2 separate regions of the Mus musculus genome follow, and region 2 is linked to region 1. A link is a contact called in public HiChIP or PLAC-seq data. All regions are on one chromosome and are shown on one strand. Each heading gives the region's core, a stretch centred on a gene start, on an enhancer-like site or on the middle of the called end of the contact. The rest is flanking DNA. Distances are from core to core; before and after follow the strand shown. Region 1 holds the start of Cobll1 (Cobl-like 1). Region 2 overlaps Cobll1 (Cobl-like 1).

The links. HiChIP or PLAC-seq counts read pairs in DNA pulled down with a chosen protein or histone mark.
Region 2: a contact with region 1 is called in an H3K27ac HiChIP or PLAC-seq map of extraembryonic endoderm stem cells. The contact joins the enhancer-like site here to the promoter of Cobll1 in region 1. A contact is called at or near these places in 1 of 39 promoter capture datasets (liver), 1 of 15 datasets of contacts at CTCF or cohesin (the NIH/3T3 cell line), 40 of 484 Hi-C or Micro-C datasets (the AML12 cell line, CD4 T cells, CD8 T cells and 28 more), 14 of 115 datasets of contacts at active chromatin or transcription factors (the 230-238 cell line, CD8 T cells, cardiomyocytes and 9 more) and 3 of 9 other capture datasets (adipose tissue, liver and pancreatic islet).

What each region holds. Positions count from the first base shown.
Region 1 is chr2:65,236,826-65,241,007 of GRCm38.p6, reverse strand. It overlaps Cobll1 (Cobl-like 1), which reads left to right and starts at 2,217. Exons shown (of 14, transcript NM_177025.6): 1 at 2,217-2,645. The coding sequence starts at 2,569. It overlaps Gm13594 (a long non-coding RNA gene), which reads right to left. Exons shown (of 2, transcript XR_001783320.2): 1 at 2,926-4,182; 2 at 812-1,502.
Region 2 is chr2:65,159,266-65,163,622 of GRCm38.p6, reverse strand. All of the region lies in intron 1 of Cobll1 (Cobl-like 1), which reads left to right. Among named protein-coding and RNA genes, the nearest start is that of Gm13594, 72 kb to the left of the region's middle. Within about 2 kb of position 1,757, at least 21 of the 459 cell types and tissues checked have an H3K27ac peak or open chromatin away from gene starts, as enhancers often do. A contact at or near this core is called in the N1E-115 cell line, Th1 cells, extraembryonic endoderm stem cells and 1 more, where this site is marked.

The DNA.
Region 1 (4,182 bases), core at 968-3,467:
CTTGGACAACTTTCAGAGGGACTGGGAAGGGGCTGTTTTCCAGCATTATGTTAAAAAAAAGGGGGGTTATTTAAAAACAATGATTACCATTGCCGATAAATTATGCAGTTACAAGATTACAGCATAGACAGTAATGTATAAGAATATGAAGTATAGTCTTGGTTCTGAAAGATGCTGAACAGTTTATTGACTTAATCTCAAAATAGATAATTAGTGCTTTGGGGGATTCTGCTGCAAACCCCGAGCCTCTCCAAGAAGAGGTGCTCAGGGTAATAGTGTAACATATTTAGGATCCTTCAACTTAGTGTCACCTCCATCTTGACCCATCTCTGCAGGATGACAAGAGTAGGTTACAGCAGGCTCAGCACTCTCCTTAACGTGATTCTACCAGGAAATGAAACATCTCACTTGTCAAGCAAGCCATTTGGGTAGGCTCAATTTCAGTGTGTGGAAAGTATGACCCTGCCCGGTGCCCAAGAACAAAAGGATGTAAGGGAAAAGTGGTGTCATGAAAATTGCACTCAGCAGTTACGAAATGTTGTAAAAATCTCTTAAAGATTAGCCTAACTGGAATCCATAATAGTACTAGGATGCCATAAATCAAGGTTGAAACTAATTAAGTGCTTGATCCTGTGATTCAAAGTTATAAACTTTAAGTAGTTTCAGTGTTCCTTGCTATTTACAGCCTGTCTATGCAACAGCTGTAAATCTGCTTATCCATTTACGGTCAGAAAGGATTCATGAACTTGTCAAACCAGTGTTATTATTTAAAGTCTAAAATCCAGATCCATTTCAAACAATTGCCTCGTTATTAGTCAAATTATTTAAAAGCAACTTTTAATGATAGAGTTCTAACACAGTCATCGCAGAAGTCACCACGATCTTCACCTCCATTTCATATTCAAAGATGTACTGAGACCATATTCACCACAAGGGAGAGGAAAGAGACAAAATCCAATTATGTGGAGTAGTAGTTAGTACTTTTGGTTCCAGAAATTATTGGTGGTGGTTGTAATGAATGAGCAACAAAGAACCTTTAATTAAGCACGGGTTATAAATACTAGTTTAATTTTAATGTGAACCAAAAATGTTAAGTCCTTTGTTATCCTACATCATGTTTTTATGCCTACAGATTTGCCACTTGAGGTATCCATTTATATATTTTTAATTTAGCATTATTTCCTGATGTTCGCTTTTGGACTCATCAATATGATTTACTTTAAAACAGTTGGCAAGGGTCTAAGGGTAAGGAGACAATATGCACCCGGTTGTCAGGTGGCACGTCTCCTCTGAGAAGAACTCTTGCAGGAACCGAAACTACAAACAAGCAAGCACTGTCTGAGATTCCTTTATTCCTGTGAAACTTCCAGGAGGCCACTAAATCTCTGCTGTTCTTTCTTAGCTTATAGACTGTCATCATGAGAACGTCCAGTCCTCAAATCCCAGCTGTTGGCTGTTTACATCAAGAGAGGCATGTCTGGGAAGACTGGACGAGCTTAAACCTGCCAGGGATTAAAAAGATCACAATGTCAGAGGTGCCTTTTAAGGGCTAGCAACCGTAGGGGTCAGTAAGGTTAAAAAGAAAATCCTGCACTTCGAAGGTCAGACTGCAGGTGGTCAATCAGCAGGACTCGGTCCATGAGCTCTCCTCACTTCCGCTACAGCTTGGGTCCTCCCTGGGGTTTTGCTGGCCAGGTAGCCTCCCTGTCCGCCCACTCTTCCTCTTGGGTTCGCGAGGCTTCCCAAAGCTACTCAGTGTCAGTGGGGACTAAAACGAGCAGCCTAGACGCTTCCTCTCCACCGGCCTCCCCCGCGGTACCTAAAAGCCGCGTGCTCCGCGGAGGGGTGCGGGGTGGGGTAGGAAATTCCTCCTCGCTCCACGTCCCCGCCCGCTCGCCCTACCCGTCCCCTCTCCGGCTGGCTGCTCTGCTCGCTCCGATGCTGACCTCGTCACCCTCACTTCTGCAGAGCGAGGTGGCCGAGGCGGCTGCGAGCTCGGGGCTCCCGGCAGGGCCATGGGGCAGGGTGAGTTGGGGCGCGGGCGCGGCGGCCGGGGGCCGGCCGCTTTCCGCCGCGCGCTCGCTCCGGGCGTCCGAGCTAGCCGTGCGGGGGAGGAGCGGAGCCTGGACGGGCCGGGTCCCCTAAAGCGGGCAGTGGCTTGGGAAGGCGGGGGCGCTGTGGTTCGCAGCTCCTCCGGAAAAGTTTGCACGGGATTCAGTTGGTGCGCAGCGGGCCGCTGGAGCCCAAGCACTGCGGGCGTGGCGACCGTCCCGCGCCCGGTCCGCTCCTCCTCCTCCTTCACAGCCCGGGCTGCCGCGCGCCGCCCCTTCGCCCGGGACTGGCTGCGGGCTGCGGCCGGGGCGGGGACCTGTAGCCGTCGTCGCGGCGCCCTCGGGCAGGGACCGACCGGCAGGTGGAAGCGCCCCGGGGAGGCGGGGCCGCCCCTGGCTGCCGTGGGTCGAGGCGGGCTCTTGGCCCGGCCGCTCCCGCCCTGACCCGCCGGCCTCTCCCACCCTAGCAGTGACGCGCCGCCTCCGAGCCCGAGCCCGCGCCGCGGCCAGCAGCGCGATGGACCGCAGCGTCCCGGATCCCCTACCCCGCAGCGCGCCCCGCACCCCCGCCATGCAGCCCGCGGGCTCCGCAGGGTAAGTAAGCCTCCCTCCCGGCCGCCGAGGCCTCGCGCGCTTCACCTGCCCGAGGCGAGCTCCCCGCGGGGCCGCCGGGCTCCCGGGCCGACCCACACGCGGGCGGGAGACTGCGTCCTCCCGGACGAGTCGGGGTGGGGGGTTCGGTACTTTGGGCAAGCTTTCCGATCGGGGTTACGGAAGGCCAGGCGAATGGCAGGCGTTGGGTGAGGAGTCCCGGAGCAAAAGTGGTAACAAAGGGCCCCTTGTTGGGGCTCTGTAGCGGCGGGGGGGACGACACCTGTAAGCGCGCTCCGGGAAAGGAAGGAAAAGTTTCCACAGCCAAGCGCTCCAGCCCAGGAGGATGGTTTCTGTCAAGGTGACTGCAAGGAAGGGGCTTCCTGAAAGTCCACGGAGGGCGCAGCAAGGTGTGCCAGCTGTCAGCCCGGCTTGACAGTTCCGGGAGCAGGCGGGGTGCTCGCCTCTGACTGGGGGTGTGTGTGTGTATGTGCTTCTGGCCAATTGGTGATGCCAAAGCCGAGTGCGAAGTCAGTCGCATTGGCAAACACCTATACTTTTTTTTTTTTTTTTTTACCGTCACGTGTTTGAGGAGCGATTGGAAGGGAAGGGGCTGTCACATGGTGAGTTAATATTAAATGAAGCATGCCTTCCTGCCAAATATGCTAAACATCACTCTGTTAAACGTTTGGGTAAACAGTGGTGGGAACAGGTAGTCCTGCAAGGGCCAAGGAGAACTTGAGAATAACCTTTGTCGTAGTAAATGGTCAAGCTACACAACCCTGTCCTAGGTGAGACCGCCTCACTGCTGTCATGTAGCCTCTTTGCCATAAAGCACCCCCAGTTTCTCTTTTTCTTTGTTAATCAGAACCTAGAAATGCCTTAAGCAGAGTATGAAAATTCCGGAAATTGGAACATTAAGGAACAGGCGACTTTGTAAGCAATGAATGAAAGTCGTTCTTTTTTTTTTTTTTCCCCTGGTTTAAGAGTGAAGAAGTCATTTTTCCCTGGAACATGACAGGCGTTTCCTTAGGAGCAAGTCACAGCATGTTTATTCATCAGAGGCCATGCGAGCATTGGCAGTTGTCTAGAGGAAACATGGAAGAGTCTCAAGGCAACATGACTAATCTAACAGATATTTAGTGTAATGCTTACATAGAGGAAACATGCAGTGTATGAATTCGTTCTTTTTTCCTCTAAATTTCGATCTCCTCCATGCAAATATCCCCTATTGCTGTAGAGCGCTACTTTTTTCTTGGGGGGGCGGCTTTCCACCGTTTAGATACTAATGTGTCTCCTTCCATATATTTTTACCGTATGGAGAGTAAGTGTGTCGGTAGGATGAGGTAAAGCAAGGCCTGGAGACAGAGCTGTGGATTAATGTAAGTTAATGTCATACAAGCTTTCACACAAAACTGAATTAGACTCTCAGAAAACAGCAGAGAATTCCCGTGTGTGTCTGTGTAATACACTTACACAACACGCAGTCTCAGATGCTCAGGAATCGGTTCTTCTAAACAAAATAGGTGAGGCCGGAGAG
Region 2 (4,357 bases), core at 508-3,007, 77 kb after region 1:
TTTATATGTTTGCATGCACATACATATCTGTACAGCACATGTATAAATTACAAATGGTTGTAAGCTATCATGTGAGCGCTAGGAATTGAACCCAGGCTCTCTGGGAAAGGAGTCAACACTCCCTCCAGCCATGATTCTTATTGCACTTTAAATAATACTTACTTTGTTAGTGTATGTGTGTTCATGTATACATTCCCACTGTGAGGCAGTTGGAGGAGGACTTGGTGGAGGTGGTTCCCTCTTTACATGTGTTCTGGGAATTCAAGTCACGTGTTAGGCTCATATAGCAAATGGCCTTTACCCACTGATCCAACTTGCCTACCTACCCGACTTACTCTGTCTTTCTAGAACCGAGTTTTAGGTACTCCCTGACTTTCCGTATACATCATACAAGGCAGCAAACACAAGAGATGAAGACCTTATTTAGTTTACCTATGTTAAACCTTGGGAGTTTGGCATTCATTTGTGGTCATAGTACATTCTGTAAGCCTTGGGACAAATTTCTTCCATTTCTATAAACCATACTTAAAGTATAATGAAAACTGCCTCATAAGATTAAATGAAAAAAAAATTTTAAATGTCTGCATAAGGCTTAGCGGTAGATATCCATGGACTGTACTCTTTTCTCCTCTGCTGCTTGGCCTTGGTGGGCCATGGTTTGGTTTTATTCTGTACGACTCTCTTGAGCTCCCAAAGGAGTGCTATGCTATAGCTGTTGAGAGCCCTAGCATGGGAACCAGCCAACTTGGGATTAAAACTCTGCTCTGTCCTGACTAGCCAGGTGCCTTTAGGCAGCCTCCCCAACCTTCCCGCGTAGGAGTTCCTTCAGTAGTACTTAACCTCATGGTGTTATGAAGACGTGTTACTGCACATCTGGAAACACTGAAGACGGTTCTTTGTGCTGTATAACTTTATGTCAGCTCATCACAAGATAGAGTCACTGGAGACTAGTGAGCTTCAGTTGAGAAAATGCCTGAATAAAGATCAGGCTGTAGGCAGGCCTGCAGAGCATTTATATAATTAGTGATTGATGGAGGAGGTGAGCAGGTAGCCCTGGGTTCTACAAGAGAGTAGGCTGAGCATGCTATGAGGAACAAGACAGTGAGCAGTAACCCTTCTTGCCTTCTGCATCAGGTTCTGGTTTCTAACCTGTTTGCATTCCTGTCCTAACTTCCTTTAATGATGAACAGTGATATGGAAGTGTTTTTTGGTCATGGTGTTTCATTGTAGAACTAGAAACCCTAATTAAGACCATCTTTTTCCCCTCCTCCTCTGGCATCATTGTCTTCATAGTCTTCTTCCTAACTTTGTTGTCATTGTCTTCCTCCTCCTCTTTAAATTGAGACAAAGTCTTGCTACGTTATCTGGACCATTGTCAAATGTCTGCATCAGCCTCCTGGACCACCATATCTGGCTAAGATAATTTCTAACACATTCAAGTGTTTCTTCTTGAGGATGTTGGATAACACTATTTTGTTTCATACGTCCTTTATTGGAATTTGTTGTTGGACGTAGATGATGGTTGGGTAGGTGCTTTGCTTGCTTTGGTGTAGAGAATACCCATTGTTTTTGTATTTGCTTTGTAGTGCCAAATGTCAGGAAAGGATGAGTCACAGCCTTGAAAGAGGATGGAGAACACAGAATTAGATTATTCCTTTTTGATACCAATCATGATTCTCATTGGGTAGTCAAGGGACACTATAGCCGAGACATTTCTAGTCTGACTCATAGATCTTTGATGTTGCCTTGGGTCAATTACTTGCCTGAGCAGAATGAGAGAAATTTCTACTCTTGATCTGTGTCACTCTGCATATAAGCCCTGCTTTGCCTAAGTAGTAGAAAATGTACAAACATTCTAAGGTGTGTGGTGTGTGTGTGTGTGTGTCTGCCTGCCTGCCTGCCTGTGTGTCTTTGGGCTTTGAGTGACCAATTCCGTTTGTGACAACTTGTGATGTGTTACAGAATACACTGCTCCAGGCAACCCACCCAAGTTTCTCTGGCAGTATGAAATGAATGCATCCCTCAGTTAAATCAGCAAATACAGATCGAATTCCCCTTCTGTGCCAGCCTAGTTTCTAGGGACTGGCACAAGAGAGAATGCGAGGGTCCAAGTCCCAACTTTCAGGGGGTGTTTATCTGAACACTAAACAGTGACCAACTACAGGCATGAGCAAGGTAATTTGTAGTAGTGATAGACAGGATGAGGTCAGTGTCCTGTTCTGAGAGGATATACTGGGTAGGACTGGGGTTGATATATCTTTTGAGAGGTCTGGGAATAGATCAATAAGAGTTTATTATTATATTGAATATGTATAGTAAGGGCTTCACTGTGACCTTTTATACACGTGTAAGGTATTTTGATCATCCTCTACCCTCTACACATCCCATTACTCTCCTCCCCTCCTTAATCCAAGGCCAGATGTGAAGGCACTGGGACTGTTTGAGAAAGCCAGTTACTGGTGTGCGTTACCTATGGAATAGTCACCAGGCACCATAGGAAAGCTCACACTTCCTATGTCAAGCTGCTCAGCTGTGGAAGGCTGTGGAGCGTGGGCCACCCTACCCCTGACATTGCTTATGTAGTTCTGGAGAAGGAATTTGCCTTTGTCAGCTTTCGGGTGCTGTTGCAGGTGTTCTGAAACAGAAGGAACACCTCCCGGGTGTGGGGGGGCCTCTAAAGGGAACAAAAGGACTCTGGAATTCATTATCAGTGCAAGGAAAACCATCGGAGGACCAGAGATATGTAAGGGGCTGATTGACATTTAGGAAGTGACCCTGACTGCTGTGAAGAGAATGGATTTCAAGGGAGAGGAGAGACAGCAGAAGACAGGAGGTAATGAGAGCCTTATCAGCAGCAGGTGATGGCTGAGTTAGGCAGACGGTAGCTGAGGATCTGGAGCAAGCAGCACAGGTTCCTCGCTTTTAGACAAACTAGCCTATAGTGTTTGGTAATGAGTTGCCATTAGGTATAAGAGGCTGAGAAGACTCAAAATGGGCTGGGGAGTCTTGCTTGAGTTCACTGTAGGTTTAGTTTGAGTCACAGCATTAGGGGAAGTTTTATATAAGAATGGAGAGCTTTGGCAGGCGTGAAACAGTACTCAGCAGGGCTGAGATGGCCAAGCTCAGTGCTTGACTTAGACCTGGGACTGCCATTAGTGCTGTGGACGAGGGAGAGGTCAGCTGAGCCAGTGTGGACAGTCCTCTTGTGCTGCCTTTCCTTGCTGGTCAGCTCCACATTGAAAGTAACTCAGATGTGAAGTTAGTCTTGTTCTCTAGTGTCCATGATTCTCTCCTCAGAGCTCAGTGTTAAATCCACCATGGAACAAATTTTATTTAACTAAACCGTCTCTTCCCTCTTTACACCCACATGGAGAAATGACAACTTCAAGGAGTCAGTCCCCATTGTATTAGGAAGAGGCATAGTTGCAGGGCCCTAGAATCGCTGTCAGTTATTTGGAAGAAGGGGTTCACACCCACACTGGGAGAACTCATGCATCGTAACACTTTGTATTGGGAGGGTGGGAGTGCCATTGTATTTGAGTTTGGGTCTTGGACTGTGTGATTCAAAGGCTCTTCGGTCATATTTCCATGCCTTTGTCATTAATAGTGAAGCTAAGTCTGTAAGAATATTATATAGCATAATAAGGCAACGGTGATCACACATCAAGCAGAGAAGCTCGGGAAGGAGCAGCCCTTGCTCAGGCGCCATTTTCACCTTTTCTGTGAAATGAAGAGACTTTGGGTTTTAATTCCATTATTTTGCTAAGTCTCCATCTTTTATGGATATCAGTTCTGACCACAATGGAGTCATGATCATACTAGACACAGTAATTGAAGTGCTTAAAAATGATAAAAGGACAAGTGTTAGTTGTAGAATGCCAGTGGAAAATCAGAGTTAACTGAGGTTTTGGTATTTTAAGAATGTATCATTGGGGGAGGCTGGAGAGATAGTCCAGAAAACTGGGGTTCAATTCCCAGCATCCACAAGGCAGTTTATAAGTGTCTTTAACTCCAGTTGCAGCTGATCCAATACCCTCATACAGACATACATGCAAGCAAAACACCAATGCACATGAAGATGAAATTAAATACATATTTTTAAAAAATACATCATTGGATGTGGTGATTAGACTGGATTTAGAAGCACCTAAGAAAAATACTTGGGTGTGTCGGTGGTGATATTTCCAGAGAGGTTTAAGTGAGGAAGGAAGATCCACCCTGATCTTGGAGAGTACCATGCGAGAGGCTGGGATGCAGACCCCTGTGCTCATCTCTCTTCTTCACTCCTTGACTGTGGGCAGACACACTGTGACCATTGACCCCTGCTGCCACAGCTGGTACCCTTTATTACTGTGTC